Regions from separate parts of the Mus musculus genome. Here regions 1, 3, 4, 5, 6 and 7 are each linked to region 2. Evidence: chromatin contacts called from public HiChIP or PLAC-seq and promoter capture Hi-C data. All regions are on one chromosome and are shown on one strand. The core of a region is the stretch at or near the end of the contact, and the rest is flanking DNA. Distances in the headings are between cores, read along the strand shown.

What was found. Promoter capture Hi-C pulls out the DNA fragments that hold promoters and counts their contacts. HiChIP or PLAC-seq counts read pairs in DNA pulled down with a chosen protein or histone mark.
Region 1: an H3K4me3 HiChIP or PLAC-seq map of the SCID.adh cell line shows a contact between it and region 2, with 8 read pairs. The contact joins the promoter of Cnot8 here to the promoter of Rnf187 in region 2. A contact is called at or near these places in 4 of 115 datasets of contacts at active chromatin or transcription factors (the SCID.adh cell line, bone marrow-derived macrophages, memory CD8 T cells and 1 more).
Region 3: an HNF4G HiChIP or PLAC-seq map of pancreatic cancer cells shows a contact between it and region 2. The contact joins the promoter of Mrpl22 here to the promoter of Rnf187 in region 2. A contact is called at or near these places in 7 of 39 promoter capture datasets (the C10 cell line, the HPC-7 cell line, cranial neural crest and 4 more), 2 of 484 Hi-C or Micro-C datasets (B cells and cortical neurons), 9 of 115 datasets of contacts at active chromatin or transcription factors (SST interneurons, VIP interneurons, bone marrow-derived macrophages and 6 more) and 1 of 9 other capture datasets (embryonic stem cells).
Region 4: a FOXA1 HiChIP or PLAC-seq map of pancreatic cancer cells shows a contact between it and region 2. The contact joins the promoter of Mprip here to the promoter of Rnf187 in region 2. A contact is called at or near these places in 1 of 39 promoter capture datasets (pre-B cells) and 2 of 115 datasets of contacts at active chromatin or transcription factors (bone marrow-derived macrophages and pancreatic cancer cells).
Region 5: a promoter capture Hi-C map of the HPC-7 cell line shows a contact between it and region 2. The contact joins the promoter of Zfp692 here to the promoter of Rnf187 in region 2. A contact is called at or near these places in 14 of 39 promoter capture datasets (the 3T3-L1 cell line, the C10 cell line, the HPC-7 cell line and 9 more), 4 of 484 Hi-C or Micro-C datasets (B cells, the N1E-115 cell line, cortical neurons and 1 more), 12 of 115 datasets of contacts at active chromatin or transcription factors (the SCID.adh cell line, bone marrow-derived macrophages, embryonic forebrain and 8 more) and 1 of 9 other capture datasets (adipose tissue).
Region 6: a promoter capture Hi-C map of hematopoietic stem and progenitor cells shows a contact between it and region 2. The contact joins the promoter of Igtp here to the promoter of Rnf187 in region 2. A contact is called at or near these places in 5 of 39 promoter capture datasets (the C10 cell line, erythroid cells, hematopoietic stem and progenitor cells and 2 more), 1 of 484 Hi-C or Micro-C datasets (the Ba/F3 cell line) and 3 of 115 datasets of contacts at active chromatin or transcription factors (embryonic stem cells, memory CD8 T cells and microglia).
Region 7: a FOXA1 HiChIP or PLAC-seq map of pancreatic cancer cells shows a contact between it and region 2. The contact joins the promoter of Larp1 here to the promoter of Rnf187 in region 2. A contact is called at or near these places in 1 of 39 promoter capture datasets (cranial neural crest), 1 of 484 Hi-C or Micro-C datasets (cortical neurons) and 2 of 115 datasets of contacts at active chromatin or transcription factors (memory CD8 T cells and pancreatic cancer cells).

Annotation. Positions count from the first base shown.
Region 1 is chr11:58,102,001-58,105,670 of GRCm38.p6, forward strand. It overlaps Cnot8 (CCR4-NOT transcription complex, subunit 8), which reads left to right and starts at 1,970. Exons shown (of 7, transcript NM_026949.5): 1 at 1,970-2,208.
Region 2 is chr11:58,937,548-58,941,340 of GRCm38.p6, forward strand. It overlaps Rnf187 (ring finger protein 187), which reads right to left and starts at 1,359. Exons shown (of 4, transcript NM_022423.2): 1 at 848-1,359. The coding sequence starts at 1,237.
Region 3 is chr11:58,169,480-58,172,981 of GRCm38.p6, forward strand. Mrpl22 (mitochondrial ribosomal protein L22) reads left to right here and starts at 2,185. Exons shown (of 7, transcript NM_175001.5): 1 at 2,185-2,234; 2 at 2,315-2,363. The coding sequence starts at 2,207.
Region 4 is chr11:59,660,476-59,664,457 of GRCm38.p6, forward strand. Mprip (myosin phosphatase Rho interacting protein) reads left to right here and starts at 2,032. Exons shown (of 24, transcript NM_001368931.1): 1 at 2,032-2,473. The coding sequence starts at 2,351.
Region 5 is chr11:58,304,731-58,308,548 of GRCm38.p6, forward strand. Zfp692 (zinc finger protein 692) reads left to right here and starts at 2,339. Exons shown (of 12, transcript NM_182996.3): 1 at 2,339-2,526; 2 at 2,782-3,031; 3 at 3,243-3,274. The coding sequence starts at 2,856.
Region 6 is chr11:58,197,948-58,201,616 of GRCm38.p6, forward strand. It overlaps Igtp (interferon gamma induced GTPase), which reads left to right and starts at 1,609. Exons shown (of 3, transcript NM_018738.4): 1 at 1,609-1,832; 2 at 3,521-3,669.
Region 7 is chr11:58,007,413-58,011,050 of GRCm38.p6, forward strand. Larp1 (La ribonucleoprotein domain family, member 1) reads left to right here and starts at 1,652. Exons shown (of 19, transcript NM_028451.1): 1 at 1,652-2,135. The coding sequence starts at 1,781.

The DNA of each region.
Region 1 (3,670 bases), core at 720-3,219, 830 kb before region 2:
TTACAGATGGTTGTGAGCCACCATGTGGTTGCTGGGAATCGAACTCAGGACCTTTGGAAGAGCAGCCAGTGCTCTTTAACTGCTCTCCAGTTCCTATTGAACTTTTTTTTTTCAAGGCATACCTTTGTTTAGAACTGGGGGGGTGGGGACAATAGTAATAGGTTATTTTTCTGCCGCTGGGAAGGAGGAGTAGGAGGGGGAGAAGGAAAAGGAAAAGAAGGAGGAGGAGGAGGAGAGAGACAAAAATGTCTGGACTATATAGGGAGGAGCCTGTGGGGAAGGGCAGCCCAGCCCCTTGGCTGGAAAGTTCAGGGTTGGAGGCAGGGTATGCCAGGTAGGGACTGAGGGATGCTGGGAGAACCTGGTGGCCAGGTCTGCTTTGGCGTGTAAAATACGCACCTCAGTCCCTTGTCCCAGCATCCAAAACCAAATATTTAGGAATCCAGGCTGCCCATGGAGAGGCACCATTCAGCTCTTAAAAAGATCCATGTTATAACCATGCTTCTCTGTATTTTCAAAACTATGCTTTTCCAGTTGAAGAAATGTGTTCAAACTTTAGTTTCTCTTGTTTGCAGTTTGAAAGCCATTGTTTAAAGTGTAGACACTCCCCTCCAGTCCCTCCAGAAATACAATTAGTGTCTGTGAGAAGCTCTAGGTGAAGGGTGTGTGTGGGGGGGAAGCCAGGTGTTTCCTGTTCAACTCTTTCAGAGCACACCAGGCCTATTGGTGGCAAGAACCCCCCCTCCCCCCAAATTCCATGCTTCTCACATGACTAGCACATGCTAGGTCCACCCTCTCCTGAAGGACTCAACGGCTGCTCCTCACATGACTAGCACATGCTAGGTCCACCCTCTCCTGAATCGAATCACAGAACAGAGCAAGGACATGCACTGAACAGACTGAGGGAAGGCAGTGTCTACCTAGCCTAGACAACCCGAACACCTCAAAAGAGGCCAGCCCTGCAGCTAGTCCCATCAACATTGTTGCAGGGAATCCACCGCAGCTACAGTTACTGACTGCCCAGGCCTGGTTCTTTGTGGTGACGGTTGTGGCTTGGTCTAGGGTTTCATCCTCATCACAGTCTTGTGTCTCTATTTACAGATCCTGGAGAGAAACAACAAAGGCTGGGCTTCAGAAACTGTCCCTGACATCGTTACCCCAGAAGCTGGCTGTGCGATTTCACAGTTTGAAAGGCTAGCTCTCATTTAGTCAGTAAGTCCTATTTTGGGGATTTCTTCTGGAATAAAAGTTTAAAATGAAAAGGGCAAAGTGACTGGGAGACGGGATGTCAGAAGGGGGACACCTGCTGTATGCTTACCTACGGCCCCTAGGAGAGGAAGCACCAGGGGAGGGGAGGCGCTCTTCGGAGGTCTTAGTCTTCTTGCCCCGTGGGAAAGCACGAGGTGGCGATACATCCCAGCATGGCCTCGCTACCAGCGAACCCCCTACTCTCCCTGACTGGCCCCTCTCTCTCTGCACTGACCCACAGTGATACCAGGGACACAGCGGACAGCACAGGCCCCGGAGCAGCGCTGCTTAGGCCGTCCAGGTTCTGGGAGGCAGTGCTCAGCTGACCTCATTCATGACTCGGTTTGGTGGCGCTCTCCCACCCCTACCTAATGGTCATCCAGAAGGGGTTCTGTGAATAGATGGTCAGTGAATGAGGGGTTCAGGTTGCAGTAATCGAGGGTCAGGACACCCCATGTGCCCTGCATCATCACCTACAACCAACAGTCGTAATATGCTCTGATGTTAGGAAGTGGGGCCAGTTCTAGATCCCGTCCTTTCCCGAGGCGCGACTCATGATACTCCAGAACCTAGGCGGGGACCAAGTTTACACTGCTAGACGCCGTTTGAGGCCTCAGGGCAAACCTCGTTTTACGCACGCGCCCTCCGCCAAACCCAACTTTCTCGCTCTGCGCCTGCGCAGGGAGGCGGGGCGTAGGTATCTGAGCGCGCACGGGGGGACGGAGCCGAGACCGGCGGGACCGCGCACGCCTGGAGTGACGCGGAGAGTAGGCGAGTCGGGAGGGCGGACGGGTAGAGTGGTGCAACCTCTTGGTTTGGTGCCCATCGTCGGCCGCTCTGGGCGCCAGGACTCACGTCTCCCTGTCGAGCTGGGTTTCTGGAGCGGATCCGGGGCAAGAGGGAGGAGAGCTCGGGGTCAAGGGCCGCTGCCGCCCGCACTCGGCGGGGCCGCCAGCCAGGGTAAGCAGGTTAGGTTGCTTACGGTAGGAGCAGGAGGCGGAAGTGCCTCCGTGGCGACCCATCCTACACACGGGAACACTGAGGCACAGAGGCTACGGGGCTCTCGGTCCCCGGAGTCCAGCCTGGAGGCCTAAGGAATGGTGGGGGAGGCAAGAGGCCGCTCTGCTTGGCTCTTGGGGTGCTGCAGCTTTGCGTGGCAGGGCCGCCGTCGCGGAGCCAGCAAGCTGGATGGGGTGCCGTCTAAGTCCAGGGCTGTGGCCTGGAACGCTCCAGAGGGGACCTGTTGCCATTTCTTCTAACGGGCCGCTGCTTCCTCCTGCGCCCGTCTTGCACTGCTAAAGCCTTTTGTTTAGTCTTCTGGAACAGGGAAGTGAAGCTGATTGTCTCCCAGACGCTCTGGCGCAAACAAAAGCCGACGACGAGCAGGAGACACTCAGTGGAACTGAGTTCTGCACGGCTAGCAGGGAGAGCGTGGTTTCGTGCGTTCGCACTCCTCGCTCTTCAGAGCCCACCTGGGTGCACAGACACCCTGCTCCCAAGTTTGGATAATCAGGAGCGGTCACAACAGATTGCTTGGCAGCCTAGGGTGTGTGTGTGTGTGTGTCAGTGTTTTTGTGTCTGTGTGTGTGAGAACACAGGGCAGTGTGTGTGTGTGTGTGTGTGTGTGTGTGAGAACCCCTTTCTTTCCCTTTGTAGTTTCAAATGTAGCTTGGTTTGGGGATCGAGTTTTAAAGCCAGCCTGTGAGGCAAACATTGCATGGGATCAAAATTTTCCTTTAAGGGAGAGATCGCACAGCTGTTGATACACTCAACCCTCTCCCCCTCACACTCATAAAAATAAATCTTTAAGGGAGAACGCAGCCTCAACCTCCGAACCTTCCTGAAGAATTTTGAAGGATAATTTTTTTAGGGTTTAATGTTTATTAATGTATGAATTTATAATTAATATCACGAGTGTGTTGGTGGAAAAAATAGGCCGAAAAGGCGTCAACATTCTCAGGGGCTGGAGTTACAGGCATTTGTGAGCCAATTCACATGGGTGCTGGAAACCAAACTCTGGTCTTCTGGAAGAGCAGCAAGTGCTCTCAACTGCTAAGCCATCACTCCAGCCCCATTCTTCTTTAAGCTATTATTATTGTTATTGTTATTATTTATTGTGTGTACACAAGTGCCAAGTTGTCCATGTGGAAGTCATATTTGGGGTTTATGTTCTTTTCTTCTATCAAGTGAGTCTGGGGCTCAAAACTTAAGTTGTTCTCAGCTTGGCAGCAAGTACTGGTTGCATACCTCCAAGCTGCCTCCCTGGTCAGTTTAGTTTGCTTTCTTTCCTTCTAAAAACAGGGTCTCAGCTGGCGATGGTGCTGCACGCCTCTAATCCCAGCACTTGGAGGTTGAAGCAGTTAGATCTCTGAGTCCAAGGCCAGTTTGGTGTGCACAGCCTGGGCTACATAGAAAAACCTGT
Region 2 (3,793 bases), core at 109-2,608:
CCCAGCAGTATGTTCTGACAGAGTGTATCTACCTCAGTTTGGGACCTGGATGTAACCACAGGCCTCCACCTCAAAAGTGTTCTTCACAACTTATTCCAGAGGCTCATGGTGCATCATTGCAGAACATAAGGATAACAGCACCCTCAAACACGCTAAGCTACGATTTTCTCTCCTGTCGGGCGGAGACCACGGCTTTCCTACCTGGCTATTCAGACATCTCTCTCTGGGTCAGGGATGATACTCTATCTAGATCCCTGCAACCCATCTTCACACAGAGTCTAATAGTCGGTTTCTGCCCGGTGGCAGGTGCTACGTGCAATGACCAAGAGAGTATAGCAGAGAAGGTTCCTGAATGAGGTGGACCGACAGCCCCTCAGAGGGCTGCAAATGGTAACTGGTAGACCAAAGACCACTCTCAGGTCTCCATAAGCAAGTGGATGGGCGGGGCTTGCACCGATGAAATCACACCGGGATAGGAGCAAGAGGCCTTGAGGAATGGGATCGGGACTTGAGGGGAATTCGAGAAAAATAGAAGTCTTAAGGTTGTATAGAGATAAGGCACAGCTAGGCCAGAGACCTGGGATGAAAGGGGGACGGAGGAGCATGCGCTAGAGATAATAGCTCGAGGGACATAGCAGGGTCCGGGAGACAGATAATAGAGATGAAGGAAGGCAGAATCACGGACTCCAGGATCCAAGAGCCCCTAGCATGGCAGGGTCCCCGGGGAAGGGAGGGTGCTGGGCACCCATGGGATGCGGGAGAGGGAAGAGGAGGTCAGCACACTGATCGAATGCCTGACTCCAGGTAAGCCACAAAGGTGGACAGTGTGCAGGGGCCCCTCGCGCACCTTGCCGCGCAGGGCCTTCCTCCAGCGCGGTTCCCACTCCGGCGGCTCCGGGCCAGCGGCCATGCGGCAGGCGGAGCACAGCGGATCCCCGTCGGCGCGACAGAGCAGCTGCAGCGCGGCCTCGCTGGCAGGGCCATCGCGCGCCGGCGCCGCGGCCGCCTCCTCGAGAGCCAGGAGGCGGCGGCTGAGCGGAGGGCGGCTGGGCTCTACGGCGCGCTGCCAGCAGTCATCGGCACACTCCGGGCACGGGAAGGGCCCGTCCTCCTCGGCCCAGAAGCGCACCACGCACGCCCGGCAGAAACGGTGGCCGCAGTCGGCGCGCACCGGTTCGCGGGGCGCGCGCTGACACAGGGCGCAGATGGCATCAGCTGGGCCCGCGGGGAGCGCCAGGGCTGCGGGCGGCGGCGCCGACGAGGGCGCGGGCGGAGAGGGCGCAGAAGGGCCGAGGACCGGCCGGAGATCAAGGCCGACGAGCCTCAGCCTACGACTCAGACCCAGACTGCGCCAACGCCGGGCACGCGCGCGCGCGGGGCGGGGTCCTGGCTGCCGTGCGCTCTGACGTCCAGGTCCTGGCAGCTGCGCATTCCTCCATCCAGGTCCTTGCAGCTGTGCGCTCTCATTTCAGGTTCTGGTATTCGCTCATCGCCCTGCCCATGATTGAGCAGCTGAGCTCTCTTCCACACTGGTTCCCGTAGCAGCTCACGACCTTTGTCCTGATGGTGTCAGTCGCGGGCTCCAAACCCAGATCCTTACAAAGATACTCCCTGTGTCCTATAAGATTACTCATCCTGCAGGGTACTGCCCCAACATCATGAATAATTGCCCATCTCCCACAGATAATTTGGGAGGTGGTCTGTCAGGAAAGGCTTTTCCAGGGTGACTTATCGCTATACCTTCAGCCCTGAAGCAGGATAAAACTGGCTAGGTAGGCAGATGCCTGTGTAGTCAACCAGGAGTATGACCAAATTAAGATAGCGACATAAAATGAAGTCAGGGAGTCTCACTGTGCACACAGAACAGCAGCACGTTTTGCAGGAAAGCACTCTAAAGAATATTGTGTTAATACAGCTGTAGTCAGCTATCTGCAATGTGTGACTCTTCAGACTGAGATTGCGGATATAACTGTAAATGTGACTGTGGTGGTTTGAATATGCTTGGCCCAGGGAGTGGCACTATTAGGAGGTGTGGTCTTGTTAGAGGAAGTGTGTCACTGTGGCCGTGGGCTTTGAGACCTCACTCTTAGCTGCGGGAAACAGTCTTTTGACTGCCTTGGATCAGGATGTAGAACTCTCAGTTCCTTCTCCAGAGCCTTGTCTGCCTGGATGCTGTCATGCTTCCTGCCTTGATAATGGACTGAACCTCTAAACATGTAAGCCAGCCCCAGTTAAATGTTCTTTATAAGAGTTACACTGGTCATGGTGTCTCTTCACAGTAATGAAACCCTAACTAAGACAGTGATGTTGCCATTTATATGCTCCAAACACTATGGCAGCAGCCACATCTGTACTAAAGCTATACAGCCCTTTTCTGGTCATTATTTCCTAGACAATAGAATGAAGATTTGCACAGTATTCACATCCTGTTAAGTATCATAAGTCATCTAGGAAAAAAATATTACATAGAAAGATGCATGTAAATATTATGATGTTTTAGCTGGGTATAATGATACATGCTTTTAATCACAGCACTTAGGAATTAGAGCTGGCAGTTCTCAGTGAGTTCCAGGCCAGTTTGTCTACACAGTGAGTTTCAGGCCAATCAAAGCTATATAGTAAGACCCTGTCTCAAAAATAAATAAATAAATAAATAAATAAATAAATAAATAAATAAATAAAAGTGTGTGTCTGTGTGTCTGTGTCTGTGAGTGAAAGAGAATTGTGTATGTGTGTGTGTGTGTGTAAGAGAGAGAGAGAGAGATGTGATGTGTGTAAGAGAAACATTTTATCTGAGGGATTGGAGTGTCCTTAAATTGTGGTATCCTTGGGGGTTTAGAGCCAACCTCTTCAACAGATATAGCATTTATGTATAAATTAATTAAAATTAATTAAATAAAAAATCAGTTGTACTTAGGCACTTTCACACTCATCTAACTGACCATAGCCAGATCCAACATGGTTCTCAAATTGTTACTGAGGTCTGGCGCTCAAACCCAGGGCATTATGCATCCTAGGCAATGACTGTACTTTTAATCCCAGCAATTGGGAGATGGAGGCAGGGAAATCGAGTTCAAGGCCAGTTTGAGCTACAAGACAAGACCTTGGCTTAAAAGAAAAGCCAAACCAAACAAAGATAACAACAAAAACCATAGCATGGATGGGAAGCAAGGATGAAGGACACGTGGGAAGATACGATGTAACCTGGAAGGTGGCCCAGAGCATGGGCATCCCTGACACCACCTACAGTCATGGCCAAGGTATACCTGAAAGTGCACTCTGCTAATGCCATGTTATGTGGAAAGAAATGCATAGCAGCGTGAATGGCTAAGCTTTAAGATTAGTTGCCCTTATCAGAATTCCACTTTGGGGATCAAATGAAGGGCCTTGCATATACTGGGGAAAACCTTCCCCTACTGAGATACATCCATAGCCTATGAGCTGCCTTTAATATTTGATTCTATGGATAAACATTGAAAAATATCTTATCCTTTTGAGTTAAAACATTCAGCAATTCTCTGAGAATTCCATACCCACTTGAGGGTGTGTGTTACTGTCTTCTACATAAGCCTCTCTCTTCCTCTTTTTAAATTGATTATATTTTAAGATATTTATTTCTATGTTATGTGTATGAGTATTTTGCCTGCAGGCGTGCATGCACACCACATGAATACATAGTACCCAGAGAGGCCAGAGGAAGGTGTCAGAACTGGACTGATAGACAGTTGTGGGCTGCCGTGTGAGTGCTGGGAATTGACCTCAGGTCTTCTGCAGCAAAGTCAAGTGCTCTTAA
Region 3 (3,502 bases), core at 935-3,434, 770 kb before region 2:
TGATTCCTGATACTGGGGTATTCAAAGATTAAAGAGCAGAGGTTTGACATCCCGCCTCCTGCTTAATGGAGTGCCTATGCTGTGAGAACTAGTTAGTGGTGTGGAGGGAAAAAAGAATTGAACTCTGCTTACAACTCAAACCCAAGCAACTTGTTCAGATTCGACTGTACTTCTGTACTGCTGTTAGCCCTTCCTGAATGTGGCATATGGAAACTTGCAATGGCTATCATTAATAGAGAGCCCTTACCTATGCTAGCATAGCCTAAGGGCACTAAATTCAGGGTTACCAGACTCCACATTGATCACTAGTTTTGCCAGGAGCACACAAACGCATTAGCTCGTCTCTTAGTCTTTATTATTTATTTAGTGTGTGTGTGTGTGCTCATATTTCACAATGTGTGTGTATGGAGGTCAGAGGTCAAGGAGTTGGTGCTCTCTTTCCATGATATGGGGCCTAGAGACTGACTGACTTCAGCTTGTCAGCTGGACCATCTCGATAACACCCCATCCCGTTGGCTTTTTTTTTTTTTTTTTTTTTTTTTTAGACAGGATCTCACTATATAGCTCTGACTAGCCTGGCACTTGCTCTGTAGACCAGACTGTGTTGAATTCACAGAGATCTACCTGCTTCTGCCTTCCTGAGTGCTAGGATTAAAGGTGTGGGCCACCATGCCAGGCAATTTGGTTTCTGAAAGAGTTTTCTCAGTAATGTTCACAAATTTGTGTTAGAGTGATCTTTCCTTCCTCTTTCTTCTTTTCCTTTGAGATAGAGTCTCACTGTGTAGTTCTGATTGGCCTGGAATTTGCAGCCCAGGGCGACAAACTGGTGGAGATCTTCCTGCTTCAGCCTCTCATACGCTGGGATTACATCATGTGGTGCTACGCCAGGCTCCTTTTCTCTGAGACAGAGCCCGGCTTGTGTAACATGGTGGTTCTTTAACACCAGTCTCCCACATGCTGATGTTACAGTCATTTTTAACAAGAACCCTGAGGCCCACTGAAGACAGAGTTTGATGAACCAGCCTGCCTCCATTTTAGGCTTAAAAGGTATCTTTTTTTTTTTTAAAGATTTATTTATTTATTATATGTAAGTACACTGTAGCTGTCTTCAGACACACCAGAAGAGGGAGTCAGATCTCATCATGGGTGGTTGTAAGCCACCATGTGGTTGCTGGGATTTGAACTTCGAACCTTCAGAAGAGCAGTCGGGTGCTCTTACCCACTGAGCCATCTCACCAGCCCAAAAGGTATCTTATAGTAGAGGCAAACTAGATTCATTCCTGTTTATGATTAAACCTCCATTTCTCACTGATTGGGCTATGCCACACCTGTAATCTTAACTATACATGGTTCTGTGGGTTCCAGAAAATGGCAACTGTGTCTTTGTTTCAAAACCATCTTGTTAATCCTACCTTTGTTTCAAAAGGTTTTTATGGCCGGTCATGGTGGCCCACACCTTTAATCCCAGCACTCGGGAGGCAGAGGCAGGCGGATTTCTGAGTTCAAGGCTAGCCTGGTCTACAGAATGAGTTCCAGGACAGCCAGGGCTATACAGAGAAACCCTGTCTCAAAAAACCAAAAAAAAAAAAAAAAAAAAAAGGTTTTTATGACTACCTTCTTAGGACCACCTTGTGATCATAACTTTCTTTCAGGAGGTGGTTATGACCAATTTGCTAGTCTGTTTCTGTTTATGGGACTAACTTATTAGTCAGCTCCTGTTCTAGTTCTGCTCCTGTAACCTCCACCTAGCAAATCCATTTGGAAACACCCAACCCCTGAGCTATAGAAACCTTGTCTTCCTCATATCCGATGCTGCCTTCTCAAACGTTGCTTTAGGGGGAAGCAGTTCCTGTATGCAAATAAAAAAAGCTTGCTTTAATTAATTGCTTGCTTTAATTAACTTGGCCATTATGATTTGGATCAGTGGTCTTTCTTGTATCTTTGGCCTTAAATATTTAGGATTAAAAGGTTCTCCTGCCCTTTTCAGGCTGTTATGAGGTGAGGTCACAGTTTTTCTGATTTTCAGTCTTTATGAGGTCATTCACTCCAAAGAAAGACTGCTCTGACCAGACTTTTCACAAGGACGACGCATTCCTGGTCTCCATGACAACGCACTCTGACTTTTCCGGTCCCGGAAGCCGGCCTCGGACTGCGCATGCGTATAGTCAGCCGGCGTTTGATCCCGGAGGCTTCCGTAGGGCTCAGCATGGCGGCCGCACTACTGCGAGAGTTGGGTAAGGCTTGAGTCTTTCTTAGAATTTGGGAAGGAGGAGATAAAGAGAATCGAAGTTGACAGCTCGTATTCACGTTGCAGGTGCACTGAGGGTACCTAACCTGAGGATCTGGGCAACGCAGACGCTGCGGTAAGAGTCCTGCCACGAAGATCTTGCAGGCTGCGCCTGATCTGCATCGATCACAGTGCACTTGTGTGCCAGGCAGTACTTTCGGCCTCAGGTGGAGGGCGGCCCGACCCAGAACCCCATAGAGACTGTTGCCTCCGGGGGCTCCTCTCGGTGTTTTCTGACCAGCCTCTCCCTATTCCGTAGGCACGATTCGAATCTTCGACTTTGTGTGCTATACCAACAAACATTCCTGGTTATTTCTTTATTCACTTGCCGTGGGCAAGGACTGTTTGGAGACTCGAGGCTTGCCTGACATTGTACATTCGTTCGCTGTTGTTTCTCAGCAACTGGAGTTTGAGCCTTTTGCTCTGCAGAACATTCTGGAGCCTCTCGAGAAAGCCTTTTGTTTGTTTGTTTGAGTCTCGCCATAAGTCAGTCTGGCTTCTGCTTACCAGTCAGAGGCTGGGATCCTAGGCCATGCACTGTCCTGCTAGGACACAAGCGTCCCTATGCAGTTGAGTTAGCACTGGCATGGATCCGTAGGGTACATCCGAAGTTTCGATTACATATATAGTACTTGCAAATGAATTGCTTCTTTGGAGCAATATTTTGACATAATATAATTATAGTTGTTTGATTCCGTTTAAAACCCATTTCAGTCCTGAGTATTCATAAAACCTGTAAGTATTCATGAAACTTTGTCACTGTTAATTCATGGCATACTTAATTTACCAGACACCATATTGATTGCCAAATCTGTATTGAGGTTTTGAGAAATGCAAGGCAGTTTCTAAGGGATGGCAGACAGTAGGTACCTCACGCTCACAAAATCTTGTTTAATAGTTTATCCTAATGGCTTCTTTGAAAGATTGAAGTCAGAGTTGAGCAGCTTATGGTTCTGTCACCCTGCTGTGAGTGATGATATAAAATGATGTTAGAGGCCTTAGAGACATTGCCTCTTTCCTCTTTCTTACATACATGAAAACCAAGGCCCAGTGAAGTGACAGTGTGCCGCTGGCTTTAACTATGTAAAATGTAAACACCAGTGATTCAAACTGGAGAAGAAAGTTTGAAGGCCTAGAGATTGCAGGTGTATCTGGATGGGAGACGAGCCAGCTCTGTAGTGTCTGGATAAGGGTGGTGGTGACGTGGCTCCCAGA
Region 4 (3,982 bases), core at 782-3,281, 720 kb after region 2:
ATTAGATTTTAAATGTATTTCGTGTGTGTGTGTGCGCGTGCGCGCGCGCACATACGCACACACTGTAGCACACACTGTACTACTCATCTGGAGGTCTGAGGACAACTTTCAGGAGTTTGTGCTGTCCTTCCACCATGTGGCTTCAGGGGACTCATCTCAACTCATCAGGTGTGGTACCAAAGGCCTTTACGCGCCTTGCAATCTTGCTGGCTCTAAGTCTTTCTTTTAAACAGCTTGTACATGCTCATAAAACAAAACCCGAAAGGAACAAAAAGGTTTTATATTGAAAATTTAAAAGTAGGTCACCTCCCAATAACCCAGTTCTTCTCCCCAGAGGCCACCACTGGTATCACTTTCCGAGTATTCGGTGCAGACAAGAACCGTCAGTCTCCCTTTACCCCTTCCCCGTCTTTATTCTGGAAAAAAATTTAAATCAACAAGGTCGCAAGGATAGTCCAGTAAACACCCTTTCCCAAAATTCACCAATTAACAATTGGCCACATTATGTGAAGTATTTTGCAAAGATGATTATCACCTAATGCTTGCAACACCTTACATTCATGTCAGTTTTGTCCATGTGGTCAGTGAGGTGCCAGTGAGGGCAAAAGACCTGCCCACAGCTGGATCAGAGCTGGGCTTTCCCCTCAGGCTGCAGGCACACTTTGATCTGGGCTCCTTCATTCCTGATTCCTTGTGCAGGAGAGCATTTCTTTCTCAAAATGGAAATGCACCTCCCCGGGGTAGTCACCAGATGACCAGTGGAAAAGTACGCAACTCTGAAGGCATTTCTCTCCTAAAGCCTCCTTGTGACCTGAGCGCAGCTGCTCTCAGTGCCACCACCTGCTCCAATATCACCTCCATTGTGAAGAATGAGTTAGTTCAGCCTGTTAAAAAACACAGGCTGACTTCTGGAACTGCCAGCCAGCTGAGCCTGGAATCTCAGGTCAAAGTGATTCCTCCTTTCTGTCTTGCCTCCCTCACTCTTTCCCTTTCCTCTCCTCCTTAGCCTCCTTATAAAGGTCTCATTACGGTCCAGACTGGCCTTAAACTCTCCACCCTCCTAGATCTACTTTCAGAGTTCTGGGACCACATACTCCTTTCTTGTTCCTCCTCCCCACACTTACACCTGCATACCTTGGGAACAGTTCTGCATGCTCTCTGCTTAGATCCATTTCACTGCTGCTGGGAACAATTTGCCTCCTAAGGAGCAGGGGTTGTCCCCCTCCATCCCCCTCCCCTCCGCCCATTCTGGACTCCTCTGTCGTTTCCTTTCCAAGTGGCCTTTTGCCTGGGAGTCTGGACAAGAGTGGCCTGTAGTATATAGTTCAGGCCCTTCTTGCAGAGTGACCTTGCACAAGCTATTCGCAGTGTCTGAGCTTTTGTCTCCTCAAGCACAAAACGGAGGTAAGAGTGCGTACGTAACTCTAGCAGAATTGGGCTCCCATAATAGAATTGACAACTCCTCACGGCTGCTGACATCTTCTAGTCACCTCGGAAACACTACGTCTTATTACTTAACTGCTCCGCGCGCCTCAGTTTCCTTACGTAAAACCGGAATGGTCACGGGAAGGTTATGGAACTTTAATGATCTAAAACACGGGAAGCACTTGAAACAATTTCTAGTCTTTATGGTGGCATCTGGGTCGACCACAGACCTAGCACACAGTAGGGGCGCAGGCTAGACGAGGCAGAAGGCCGCAGCGAAGAGACTACGAGAAAGACAGGGGCCCGCAGGGAGACCGCGGAGATCTCCGGCGTCCTTCCGGGAGCAGCCCAGCCCAACGCCGCAGCTGTCAGGCCGCGGGCGGCGGCGCCAGTCCACCAAACCTGAAAGTTCCATCCCAGCGCCTCCACCTTCCCAGCCTGGACAAGTTACCTTGCGCCCGCTGCTCCCGGTCCCGCCCCCGTCATCCATTGGTCGACGGGTTTCTTTGTTAGCAGGAGCGTGCGGGTGCCATTGGCTCGCGGGGCTGCCGGTTGCGGTGCCCCGCCCCACCCCGCCCCTCCCCGAGTGCGCGCGGCGCCCAGCTCGGTTCGTTCGCGGTGGCGGCGGGCGCCGGGTGAGCGCGACGGCTGGACTTGCCGGCCGGCGCCTTGGGGGCGGCCGCGGTGGAGCCAGCGGCCGGAGGCCGCGTCCGTCCATGGGCCCACAGCGGCCGGGCGGCGGGGCGGGGCGCGAGGCGGCGCGCGCGCTCTGAGGCCGCGGCGAGCAGGCGGGGCGCGGCGCGAGAGGGGAGGCCTTTCCGGGCCTGCGGCGGCCAGCGCAAAATGCGGCGGCGGCCGCGCTGAGTCCCCGACCCCCGGGAGAGCGCTGGGCCGTGGCGGCCCGCTCCGCGGCCGCCTAGCCGACATGTCGGCGGCCAAGGAAAACCCGTGCAGGAAATTTCAGGCCAACATCTTCAACAAGAGCAAGTGTCAGAACTGCTTCAAGCCCCGCGAGTCGCATCTGCTCAACGACGAGGACCTGACGCAGGTGAGCTGCCGCGGGTGCGGAGCTGAGAGTCCTGCCTGCGAGTCGTGCCGGGGAGCGCAGAGCCTGCGAAGGCCAAGAGAGAATAAAAATGGAGCAGGGAAAAAAAATGCGTGAGAGTTGGGGGATGGGGTTGGAATGGGGGCGGGAAGAGTATCGATAGAGCTGGGACAAAGGGAAAATCCTCAAGAATGCCGAAAAATAACATCCTTTCCCGTTCCCATAGCTCTGCCGTGTGATTCATGCTTGTTGGGTGACTCAAAAAAATGTCTGGTTTCCCTGGATAGGAACAAAGTGGGGCTTGCTTGCCACTTGTCAGTACTACCCCCCCCCTCGCCCCCCTCGCGACTTGTCTTGGGACTGGACGCAGACTTGGCCACCAAACTGTCCCAGGAATTGGCATGTTTGCGTGGGTCACCAGTTTCCATCTTGTGGAATAGAGCCTGCTCTCCTTCTAAGTCACTGTCACCGTCAGGGTCTGAAGAGAGATGAGGTGTTTCTCTTCAGATGGGTGGGTCTTGCTCTTGAACTGAAGGTAGGAATAGCTTTTGTCGAGGGGTAGGGGCTTCCCTTCTTGGTTTTGCTTTCTGGCCCAGGAGACCAAGAAGACCTGTACATTCTGGGGAAAGTTGGTTTCCCCCTCTGTCTGCCCTTAATTTGTTAGTCAGGATTTTGGACCAGGTTAGACGCTCTTCCTAACCCGTGTCAAAGTCACAGTCATGGAAAACAGAGTTCCAGACCTCCAAGTCACAGTCATGGAAAACATTGTCCTAGATTGCCAAAGACCTCCAACCCCGGAGCAGTGTAGGAGATTGGGAATTTGTGTTGGTACAAGGTCTCCAATTTGGGCAACTGGCCCTTGGGAACTGGTTGCTCTCCCGTTTCTGGTGTTGAGGATTCCTGGCCTTGTTTGCAGCACTTTGGGAAAGCACTATATATCCTGCTCCCCTTTCCCCTCGCCCACTTCCTTTGCCCCCTGCTTGCTGACTTCAGTGGAGTTCCCCACACGGTCCAGCCAGTGCCACCTAGTTGTAGCCACTCCTTTTGGAAAGAGCTGTTTAGACTGAAAACATTGCTTTGAAGTGCCCTGGTTTGGCTGTTTTTAAAGCCTTTATGGGCAAGCAGGCAGGCAAGCAAGGTTTGACTTGTTTTATGGGGCAAACTAGAGTGGAGTAGTAGGGCAGGGGTTATGGCCTCTTTCTCTGAGGTCAGATTTCCAATAGCCAGGAAGCAATCAGGAAGCTTAACCAGACTCTCCAAGTCTCAGTCATTGATTTGTGAGAATGCCAAGGGCCTTAGAGACCTGTCTATTTGGGAAGGGTAGGACTCTTGAAGAGAGAGAAATGTGATTTCCTCTTCTCATTTGGATCCTGTTCAGGGAAGCAGTATATGGGATATGCGGTTACTGCTTGTGACTTTCTGAGGTCTGACCTTGAATGAGGCCTTTACCTCTGTTTTAATTTCCGTATCAGTAAACTGGTAGTGGTGATATGAAAAACAAGAAATATGTTT
Region 5 (3,818 bases), core at 1,089-3,588, 630 kb before region 2:
CTGTACTGGCTAGTTTTGTGTCAACTTGACACACCTGGAGTTATCACAGTAAAAGGAGCTTCAGTTGAGGAAATGCCTCCATGAGATCCAACTGTAAGGCATTTTCTCAATTAGTGATCAAAGGGGAAAGGCCTCTTGTGGGTGGGACCATCTCTGGGCTGGTAGTCTTGGGTTCTACAAGAAAGCAAGCTGAGCAAGCCAGGGGAAGCAAACCAGTAAAGAACATCCCTCCATGGTTCTGCATCAGCTCCTGCTTTCTGACCTGCTTGAGTTCCAGTCCTGACGAACTTGATGATGAACAGTAATGTGGAAGTGTAAGCTGAATAAACCCTTTCCTCCCCAACTGCTTCTTGGTCATGTTTGTGCAGGAATAGAAACCCTGACTAAGACACACTCTTAACTGTAAACCCATTTTTTTTTCATGAAGATAAGTTTTTTTAAAGTTTAATTTTACTTTAATTCTCATTTCTCTCTTTCTCGTAGCCCTGGCAAACTTGATATGCAGATCAGGCTGGCGTGGAGCTCATAGAGATAGACCCATTTACCTTTGCTGCTGCTGCTTTTTTTTTTTTTTTTTTTTGGTTTTTGGTTTTTTTGAGACAGGGTTTCTCTGTGTAGCCCTGGCTGTCCTGGAACTCACTCTGTAGACCAGGCTGGCCTCGAACTAGGAGATCCACCTGCCTCTGCCTCCCGAGTGCTGGGATTAAAGGCGTGCGCCACCATTGCCCGGCTCTACCTTTGCTTCTTAGGTGCTGGGATTAAAGTGTGTGCCACCACATGTGGTGATCATCTTTAAAAATAAAAATTATTTTGTGCGTACATATCGTGTGTGAGCATCAGTGCCATGCCTCGTGTCTGTGGAGACCAGAGGACAACTTTAGAGGCCATTCTCCCCCTTCCACCCTAATGCTGGGTTCTAGGGATTAAACTGAGGCCCCAGACTTGCTCAGCAAGCATCTTTCTCTGATGAGATGCCTCAACAGTCTATGATGATCATACTGCATGCTGAAACATAGTTTCACCAAACATCCGTGTTCTAACTACTAGAATATGTGAAAGTTGCTTTTTTTTTGTAGCCAACACTTTGCAGTTATAACTGTTTGAGGTGTTGAAATGGGAGGTCCTCTGGATTACCCAAGTGGACTGTGTTTGAAAGAAGAGGAAGGGTTGCACTAGAGCAAGGCTGTGTGGAGTCAGAAGCTTATGTGATATGGCCAGAAGTCCCAGAACGCTGGTCACCACTGGAAGATAAAAAAGGCAAGGAGAAAACTCTCTTAGAGCTCTTGCTTGACCTGTAGCCCTGTTCAGCACTTTGGTGCAGACCTCCAAAACTGTAAGCGAGTAAATTTCTGCTGTTTTGAGTTGTCAAGTTTGTAGTGATTTGCTACAGAAAACAGTCAGTAGTGCAAGTGACTTGGAGTGAGGTTTGAGCCCTAAGGCTGTTCATTGTGGACTCCCTTGTGCCAGGCACTTGTAAATTCTTTATAAACATGAAGTATATTAAGCCATTTAACCATGGAGAGTCAACTGGGCAGTCAAAGGAGTCTGGAATCCCAAAAGGGTAGCCAGAAACATCAATCAATGGGTGATCTAATTACATCACCCCCCCCCCCCCAAGAGCATACCTAAAAGAGAGGCTTGCCAGGGACCTGAGCCTAGTCCATTCCATCTTTTGGTAACAGAAGGATCTAAGAGAGAAGAGGATCCAGCCAAGCGGGAGAAAACCAGGAGCAGACAAAGTCTAGTCTGACAGTGAAGTTGAGAAGAAAGTGAGATGAATGTGTGGCAAGAGGAGAGAGCTAAACTCTTCTCCATTCTGGGGCAGAGAGGCAACAGAATTGGTCACTTCATTTAGCAACATAGAGAGGTGCAGGCCTTTAATCTCAGTACTTCAAAAGTGGAGGCAGGAGTCAAGGCTATCTTGGCTACATGGTGAGTTTGGACACCAGCCTGAATTACATGAGACCTTGTTTCAAGCAAAACAGAAAATAAAAAACTTGTGCCGTTGACAAGTGCCGTTGCAGTCTCTTGATAGAAATAACTCCATCAGAGCCATTTGTAGACGATGTGAAATCAGAGTCTGTACAAAGTGTAGGCAACTTCTCGTGTGGATGGTGGCAGGTTATAGGTTGCAGCTGGAGGGTGGTCTCGCGGTTCAGAAAGGACTCTAGTTGGCTTCAGCTGGCGGATGCTGCAGCTCGCGTTTGCTTGGTGGCAACTGATAGGCAGAGATGCTAATAGAAGGAGCAATGACGACAGAATCCCAGACAGTCGTTCAGGACTAAGGCTAACTACAATTCCCGGCAGGCTTTGCACGGGGCTCCCGGGGCGCAGGCGCAGACAGCTGTCTTCCCGCTGCAAGTCCAGGCCGTAGCCTCCTGACGCCGAGGGGGGACGGTTTCTTCTTAAAAGAGAAACAGCGGCGGCGCGCGCGGTGGGCCCCGGTCCTTCTGTGGCTTTCGGAGTGAGCACGCGGGTCCGGGGAGCGCAGGCGCAGTTTGGGCAAAGGCGGGTTGGGGCGTGCAGGTAAGACCCCACGAGGGTTGGCCCGGTGTCCTAGCATTGCTGGGTGGGCTTCCCCTGCATGGGAGGCAGGGAGAAGGCCAAGGCGCGGCTGCACGCAGACCTGGCCGCCTCCAGACAAGGAGAGCAAGTTTCCAGTCTTTTCCCCCTGCCTGCGACCCCCGTGTTCCAAGTGTCCTCCCTGGCTCTAAGAAGGGGTGGCTGGATCCGAGAGGCGCGAGCGCTGCGGAGGCACTATGGTCTCCCCATTCATTGCAGACGGAGCGAGGGGCTGTGTCTGTCCCGAAAGCCCCGACGACGACAGCACGTTCCTCCCGTAGGCCCGCACGTCTATGGCCTCTCCGGTGGCAGACGCATCCCGCCGCCGGCGGGAGAAGCGCAGGCAGCTGGACGCGCGCCGCAGCAAGTGCCGCATCCGCCTGGGCGGCCACATGGAACAGTGGTGCCTCCTCAAGGAGCGGCTGGGCTTCTCCCTGCACTCGCAGCTCGCCAAGTTCCTGTTGGACCGGTTAGGGGCCGGGAGGGACCAAGGAGGGCACCGAGACACAGCCCCAAGCCGGTTCCTACAGCCTTGGGTTTCTCGTTTGGGCAGGGTGGGCCTGCTCCTCCCCTCCTAGCCCCAGCGAATGGGAGGTCTGTAGGGTTGGCCCTGTAAGTGTGTGAGTGCGGAGACTTGAGGGTGGTTGGCTCTGAGCTGACACCAAGCTCCTCTCTGGCAGGTACACTTCTTCAGGCTGTGTCCTCTGTGCAGGTAGGTAAAAGACGTTAACAGGTAGTGGCGCCTCCTAGAGACTGAATGTCTCAAGAGAAATGGATCAGAAGCTCCTACTGGGTTCGGGAAGAGGACAAGCCCAAAATAAGCCTGCTGCCATGCCTGTGGGAAAGGAGCTTTGCCTTGGGACCTTTGGGTGTGTTTGTCCCGGCTCTAAACCAAACCAAAACAACAAACAACTGTGCATCTAGGTTGAAAACAAAAACAAGATCCCTTCAAACTCTTCAGGGGCTGAAGCAATGGCTGGGTGGTGTGCTGCTCTTGCAGAGGAACCCAAATTCCTTTCCTTCCTAGTGCTCATGGCAGGAGGCTCACTGTGTGGAACTCTAGCTGCAGGGAGATCCAACATCCCTGGCCTCCAGGAGCACCTGCACTCATGTGCACACACCCACAGATATACAAAGCTAATGACAAATAAAATATTTTTAAAAGAATGCTTAAAAAAAGAAAAAACCCAATGTCTGGGCATGGAGAGATGGCTCAGCAGTTAAGAACGTTGACTGTTCTTCCAGAGGTCCTGAGT
Region 6 (3,669 bases), core at 359-2,858, 740 kb before region 2:
TCGTTGGGAAGTTCGCATGCACAGCAGTCACCTTTGGGTCTCAGGGACAGAGACAGCCTGGTCCTAGGGGTCTGTTATACCTTCTTTGTAAATCATCACCTGTGTATGCACACACATATGGAGGCTACAGGACAACTTTGTCTGTCTTTCCTCAGAGGTTCTCCACCTTGTTTATTGACACAAAGTCTCTCACTGTAACTGGGGCTTACCAAATAGTCTAGGCTGGCTGGCCATCAGCCTATCTCCGTACTGGAGTTACTAGTACATATCACCACGTCTAACTTTTGACATGGGATCTGGAGGATTGAACTCAGGTCCCTGTGTGTGCACTGTAAGCACCTTACTGACTTCATCTCCCCAGCCTGTCAATCATCTATTGACCAAGTTCATCGATCAGGAACACTCCTGTGCAAGGGCATCTTGCAGAGTGCTGCCTGCTGTCATTTTCTGAGCGAGAGAAGTCACAGGTGGCAGAGACACTTAAAAATGAGATGACTTAGCAGGTAAAAGCACTGACTGCTCTTCCGAAGGTCCTGAATTCAAATCCCAGCAACCACATGGTGGCTCACAACCATCTGTATTAAGATCTGATGCCCAGGCCGGGAGAGGTGGCCACGCCTTTAATCCCAGCACTTGGGAGGCAGAGGCAGGCGAATTTCTGAGCTCAAGGCCAGCCTGGTCTACAGAGTGAGTTCCAAGACAGTCAGAGCTATACAGAGAAATGTCCTGTAACTCCGGTTGCACGGGTTCCAACTCTCTGCTCCGACCTCCGAGGCTCATGCACATGCACACCTATTGAAGGGAGGGATGGGGGAGGGAGGGAGTCAGGATGTTAGGGACAGTGAGTGAAAATGAAAGACCAGGTCAGTAAATGGCCTGGGGTGGGGGGAGCCCTGGGGGCATGGACTGTGCAAATGAGCACACACTTCCCATCAGCCACTTACCCTGCTAAGCAATTACACAGGGAAACTAGCCCATTCCCCTCTACCTGGGCACTCAGTGGTCCAGGGCATCACTGTACACAAAAAAAAAAGGAGAGGGGGAGGGGGAGAGGGGGGAGGGGGAGGGGGGAGGGGGAGGGGGGGAGAGTGTTTATTTTTATTTTTTGGTTTTTGTTTTGCTTTGTTTTAAATATTTTTCCTGAACTCAAGAGAAACCGGTGGGCAGAAGGAGACCACTTAAAGGTGGCATATTCTGCCGCATACTTTGATCCTGGGGAGACGACAGAATTGGAACAGGGCAGAGTAGGTGGAATTTCTGCCCCTGAGCTGAGTGGGCGGGAAGGAGCGAGTAGACAATGAGAAGCGACAGAAGCCCCAAGGAGCAGCAATGAAGGGCGAGTAGTTCTCCAAGGACCAAGTTCGCTGGGTCTCAACATGGTGCCATCATTAAGAGGGGCTCCGGAAAGGAGGTAGCAGGGTCAGACAAGGCAGCTCTGACCGAAGTCTGAATGGCAGGCTTCACGGGCAGACTTCTGACCTCTATACCTGGAATCTGGCCCAGTTACCCCTCTCTTTGAAGAAGAACGTGGCCTCTGAGTGCTAACTCCCGAAAACTAGCCATTTCTAGGAACTGAAACTGAAAGCTGTTCGGGCATCAGGCCCCGCCCCTTGGGGAGGAGGCAGGCAGGGCTCACGCCTAGAAGTTGGGGACTTACATCTGGGCCAACATAGATAGAGCAGGGTCTGAGAGGAAACCTAGGAGCTCAGGCTGCCCTTCAGCTGCTCCTGCCTCTTCTAATCGCTCTTCCCCACAGGACCCTGCCCCACCACACTTCTCTCTCTCCTGACCGTCCTGAGCCTGGATTGCAGCTTTGTAAGGCTTCTGAGCAGGTAGGTGAGGGGCTCCTGCTTGGCCTATAAACCTGCTCAGGGCAGGGGAGTCTGGGGTCAGGTGTTCCTCTGGGGCACCCTGTGCAGCAGGCACCCTCCTGCACTGTCTTCAGGATCGGAGTGCATGGTGTCTGGCTGAATCAAGTCCTTCCAATTCACCAGAGAGAAGCAGTGTGCTTCTTTTTTTACCTGGGTATCCCTGGGTTTGTGGGTCTTCTGAGGGAGCCTAGTTAAGAGAAAACAGGTGGGATTTTACTCAAATTCTCTTGGCCACTACTTCGATGACCCCTCAGGGGCCAGAGTCCAGGATCAGAACAGCCCACAGGTAATATTGGAACATTCTGGAATTGTGTAATGTGCATCTGTTCTCCATGTGCGACACGCAGGGGCTAGAACTCTGGCTTGGAAGGCTGGGTTCATAAGGAAACTTTTTGTCTAACTCTGTTGGGCATTATCTATCTGCCTTGGAGACGCTGGTTCTTCATCTGCCAGCATTTAATTTAATCTTTTGGAAGAGAGTATAACAAAATGCAACCCGACGGAACATAGTAACATAGGCAACCAATGGGCTGCCACTTCCACTGTGTATGTGACCTTTTTTGTGCAGGTGTGTGTGAGACTATTGCATTTGTGTGTGGGCCCGAGTGTCTGCTTGCCAGTGTGTATGTGTGTATAATCCAGAGGCTGACATTAGGGTGTCTTCCTCAGTCACTCTCCAATTTATTTCATTTTATTGAAATAGAATCTCTCAGTGAACCTCTTGGCTAGACTGACTGGCTGGCCAGCAAGCCCTCTGGGATCCTCCTCTGGACCTCCACCTCTCCAGCTAGGGTATTTTAGGCATGAGTATTGAAACTGGCTTTTATGTGGATGCCAGGGGTTCAAACTCCTGCTTGTGAGGCCAGTGCTTTCTTCATTGAGGCATCTCTTTCCCCCCCTTTCCCCAGAGTATTTAGAGAGATCTGGATCTTTATGGAGAATTGTAGTCAGCTTTAGATCAACCAGAAGCGTGACCAGGAACTGCTTTGTATAATTCAAGATGTCTTTCTTCTCTCCTTTCTTCCTTTCTTTTCTTTTTTCTTTCCTTGTCTTTCTTTTTGTTGGTTTTTTTTTTTTCTTGAACAGTCCACGGGGGCTTTTTATTTATGTTTTACACCTCTATAAAAAGGTGGCACACGCCTTTAATTCCAGCACTTGGGAGGCAGAGGCAGGCGGATTTCTGAGTTCGAGGACAGCCAGGGCTACACAGAGAAACCCTGTCTCGAAAAACCAAAAAAAAAAAAAAAAAAAAAAAAGAATCCCGGGATTTCCCCCCTCTGTGTGTTTTCGTCTTGCTTCTTCATGGTCCAGTACGGTGAAGCCACACTGACAGGTGGGAGCAGGTCCGCACTTGTTCAGCCTGCCTTTGGGGCCCACAGTAGTCCCCAGCTCTGAGATCATCAATGATTTAAAATTCGCCAATGTAGCTTTGCTTCATCATCTCAGTTAGGACCTGAGCGATGCCTTGGCCCACGGCCCGACGAGTGCCTGGCATTTGCCTCTCTTCTCAGCTGTTCTTGAGAGCACCCGCCGGGGCATGCACACCACAAGCAAGCTCACGGAGAGATGGCAGAAAGAGCTCCTTGTGGTTTCTGACAATACATTTTCCTCATCTGTCATCAGTTGTTGTAAAATCGTTTTTCTAACAGGTTCTGAAGGAGAGTAAAGAGTGCAAGGCCTAGAGCAGACCCACAGAGTTCAGGCCCACAGACATAGACCTTCATACTCCATAAAGTTGAAGAGAGAAGAAAGAAGCCGAGGACCACCGGCCCAGCCATTTTAGCTGAGACTCCAGAGC
Region 7 (3,638 bases), core at 402-2,901, 930 kb before region 2:
TCCCCAGTATTCCCGGTGTCCACAATACCAGTGTCTGGTCTCTAAGAGTCTTTTCAGGAAGCCATGCCCCCCACCCAGGAGACCACCTGTTTTCTAATCCTTCTTTTGGAGAGTTCGCCAACCTTCCAGGCTGTTCGGTTCTCAGATTTCTAGATCCAGTCAGTTCCTGACACGTCTCTTATTTCCAGTATTTTGGGATCTGAGTTCAAGGAAACCTTCTCTCAGCAATTAAAGAAGCCAATCTCAGTTAAATTCATGATGTTGTAACCCTCTAATCCCAGCACTAGGGAGGCAGAGACAGGTGGGTCTCTGTGTGTCCGAAGTAAGCCTGGTTGCCTGGTCTACAGAAAGAGAGAGTTCTAGGATAATCAGAGCCCAGAACTAGACAGAAACCAAACCAAACCAAACCAACCAACCAACCAACCAATCAACCAACCAACCAACCAAAAACTCTGCTTGAAAAACAAAAAAATACCCAAACAAACCAAACGGAAAAAACAACCCAAAACAAACAAAAAGCCAATCTTGTCTACTTCATTACAGCACAGTGACTACTGCGCTGTAATGAAGTATTTGTTTCTCCTGTTTACTGTGCCTTCCCCCACCTTACAGTGTAAATTCCGGGAGGACAGGTGCTTGTTAGCCTGGTTTATTGGCAGACCTTTCTAAGAACTTTGCAGGCCCCCAGAGCATAAAGTCAGTAAACATTTATTGAACCAAATGACAGAGAAATTTGAAACCACCTGGCATAAATGGTTCCTTCATTTTACAATAGAGAAATCGAGACCCAGGAAGTGGACCTGACTACTGCTGATAACCCCTAACTAACTGCAATGGGGTCAGGGTTAAGATACAAATCTCAGAGCTTTCTGAGTCCCTCAATTAAGTGTCAGTTCAACTCTACCCTAAACAATTCTATAGAAAAAACACAAGCGACTTGAAAGAAAAGCCATTTCCTGCCTATAAAACACTGGGTTTCGAGGGCCTGCATAGCGTGGGTACTACTGGGAATTCTGTTCTCTTTCCGAGGCGCTCGCTGCCCCTGTGGGGAAAGAACTCCCTTGGACCCATTACCAGTGCTCTGGCCAGGCTGCAGCTGGGCCAAGGTCATCGGAGTGGGGCCAGAAGCCACGCACAGGGGGCGGCCAAAGAACCCCTCTGCATCACTAGCCAAGTCTGGGCTGACATAGTAAAAGACCCCAACGCGGAGCCCCGAGAAACACTTGTCACCAGCGTTAGCAGGCCGGGCCGGCCGCGTGGCCAGGTCCCATGTGCTCCACCTGCGACCGTTCTGGGGCGCTGGCCCTTTAAGGCTCCTCCCCCACCCCCGCCCTCCGAAGTTGCATCAGGCACGTGCTCGCCCCCGTCCACTTGCCGCGCCACAGGAATGGTCTCCAGGGGGCGGGGCCGGGGCGGGACCTTCCGCCCTGCGCGCGCGCGCCCGTCGCCGCGCCGTCCCCGCCCCTCGCGCGCCGCGTCGCGAGGCGCGCGCCCGCCCGCCGCCCGCCGCGGATCGCGTGGTCTGGCTCGGCTCTCCGCGCCGCTCCCCCCCTGGCCGTCCGCACCACTGCAGCCCCCCGAGCCGCCCCGGGCCGGGGGCGGGGGGACGCAGGCGGCGGACCGAGGTCCGCCAGGCCGGCTAGGCGCGCCGGAGCCTTCTGCCCGGCGCGCCACTCAGCGTCAGCCCGTCCGCGCCGCTCCGCGTCCGCGCGGCCCGGGCTCCGGCGCCCCGCCAGCGGCCTCGAGCGGGGCCCGCGGCGCGCCCGGCCCCTCCGCGCAGATGGCCACTCAAGTGGAGCCGCTGCTGCCGGCGGGCGCCCCGCTGCTGCAGGCCGAGGAGCACGGCCTGGCGAGGAAGAAGCCGGCGCCCGACGCCCAGGCCGAGTCGGGCCCGGGTGACGGCGGCGGAGAGCCCGACGGCGGCGTCCGCAGGCCGCGGCCCGCCTGCGCCAGGCCTGGCCGCGACGGCGCGGAGCGCGAGAGCCCGCGGCCACCCGCAGCTGCGGAAGCCCCAGCGGGGAGCGACGGCGAGGACGGCGGCCGGCGTGACTTCGTGGAGGCACCGCCGCCCAAGGTGAACCCGTGGACGAAGCACGCGCCGCCGCCGGCCGCGGTGAACGGACAGCCGCCTCCAGGTGGGTCTGCGCGGCGCGGCACTGGCCCGCGCAGTGACGCGGGCGTTTCCCTCGGAGCGGGGCTACCGGGGCCGCAGCGGTTGGTGGCAACGGCATGCCTCGGGCCTAGCTTGGCGGACTGGGCCGGGCGGGGCCGCTCGTGTGCCCTGTGCTCCCTATGCGTCTCGGCGCCTCGAGAGTGCGTGTTCAGAGAACATGTGTCATGGCTCCGAGCTGGGCCTGGCTTTGAACTTTGCAACTTTGCGCTTCGGGGAGCCGGGTGAAGCGTGGGGAGCGCGGGCCCCTGCGTGCCCGGGAGCCGGTTGCGGCCCGCGGCGACGCGAGGGGCGTGTGTGGCGGCGAGGGAGTGGCCGCGCCGGTGCGGGGCGGGCGGGTGACAGTTGGGCGCCATGCGCCGTGCCAGGACTGTTCGCAGCGCTCGCCGGCCGGAGCTGCGCGCGGGGCTCCCCTCCCCCGCTGAGTCCGGGTGGGAGGTGGCTCGGGAATCCTAGCCGGGCGCGATCGGCGTGGGCATCTAGTGGCGCACCACTCGGGCACAGCCTCCGCTTGGGTACTCCTGGGTGTTTGATAGTGAGCATGGCCCTTGAGTTTGATCGTCGGAGTCCTGGTACTTTTAACTTTAAAAAATGAAAAAAAAAAAAAAAACCAAAACCAAAAACTTGCTATGGAGCTTAGGTGTGGTTGCCTAACCTAAGCTGGGCACCGAGGAAGTCGGAGCTAGCCGCTTTCAGGTTCCAGAGTGCTGGAAAGTGTAGGCCTAGCCCTGGGGGAAACCAGCACGTTGGTTGCCCTTTCGATTTCTCTTAGGGTTGCTTCATAAGGAAGAGGGCACATGGGGTTGGGGGTGTTGTAGTACCAGAGTTTCCCTCTTCTTCTCCTTCCCTTCCCGAATCCTCTTATGCAAGGGGCAGTACTGAAACCTCCATTTTCTTTCATATCCTCGTTTTCCACCCACAGAGTGGAGGAATCAACTTTAAGACGCTCTTTGGTCCTGCCCCTCTTTAAATTCAGAGGTATAATCATCCTCTCGAGCCGCGCTCCTCAGAAGTTTAAATGAGGCTGTTCGCTCAGTTCGCCGCACTTAGCTACTGGTGAACCTGCCTTGTGGGTTTTAAATCAGCTGTGACAATCAGGCAGGATTGGGTGCCTGAGCTGGCATTTTGTGTAAAGCCATGGGCCCTTGATAGCTTGCGTCATTGGAGCTATTGATCGTGGGAAGAAGACAGTTTGGCTGGCATCTCAACTTTTCCTCAGGATAAAGCCAAACTCAATTTAAGTGACCAAAGCACACATTTTAGGTATACTATATCTGTTCTGTTCCAGTGGGGTTTTTTGGTTGTTTTTTGTTTTGGTTTGTTTGTTTTGTTTCTTTTGTAATCTTACCAGTTGGTTTTGATAGAATCTTTGGAGTAGTTTTTTGACAGACTTACCAGAACTAATCCAATAGCTTCTGAATTTAAGCTTGTTAAGACCTTGGTGCTTTTTAAAGTGAATTCTGTGATT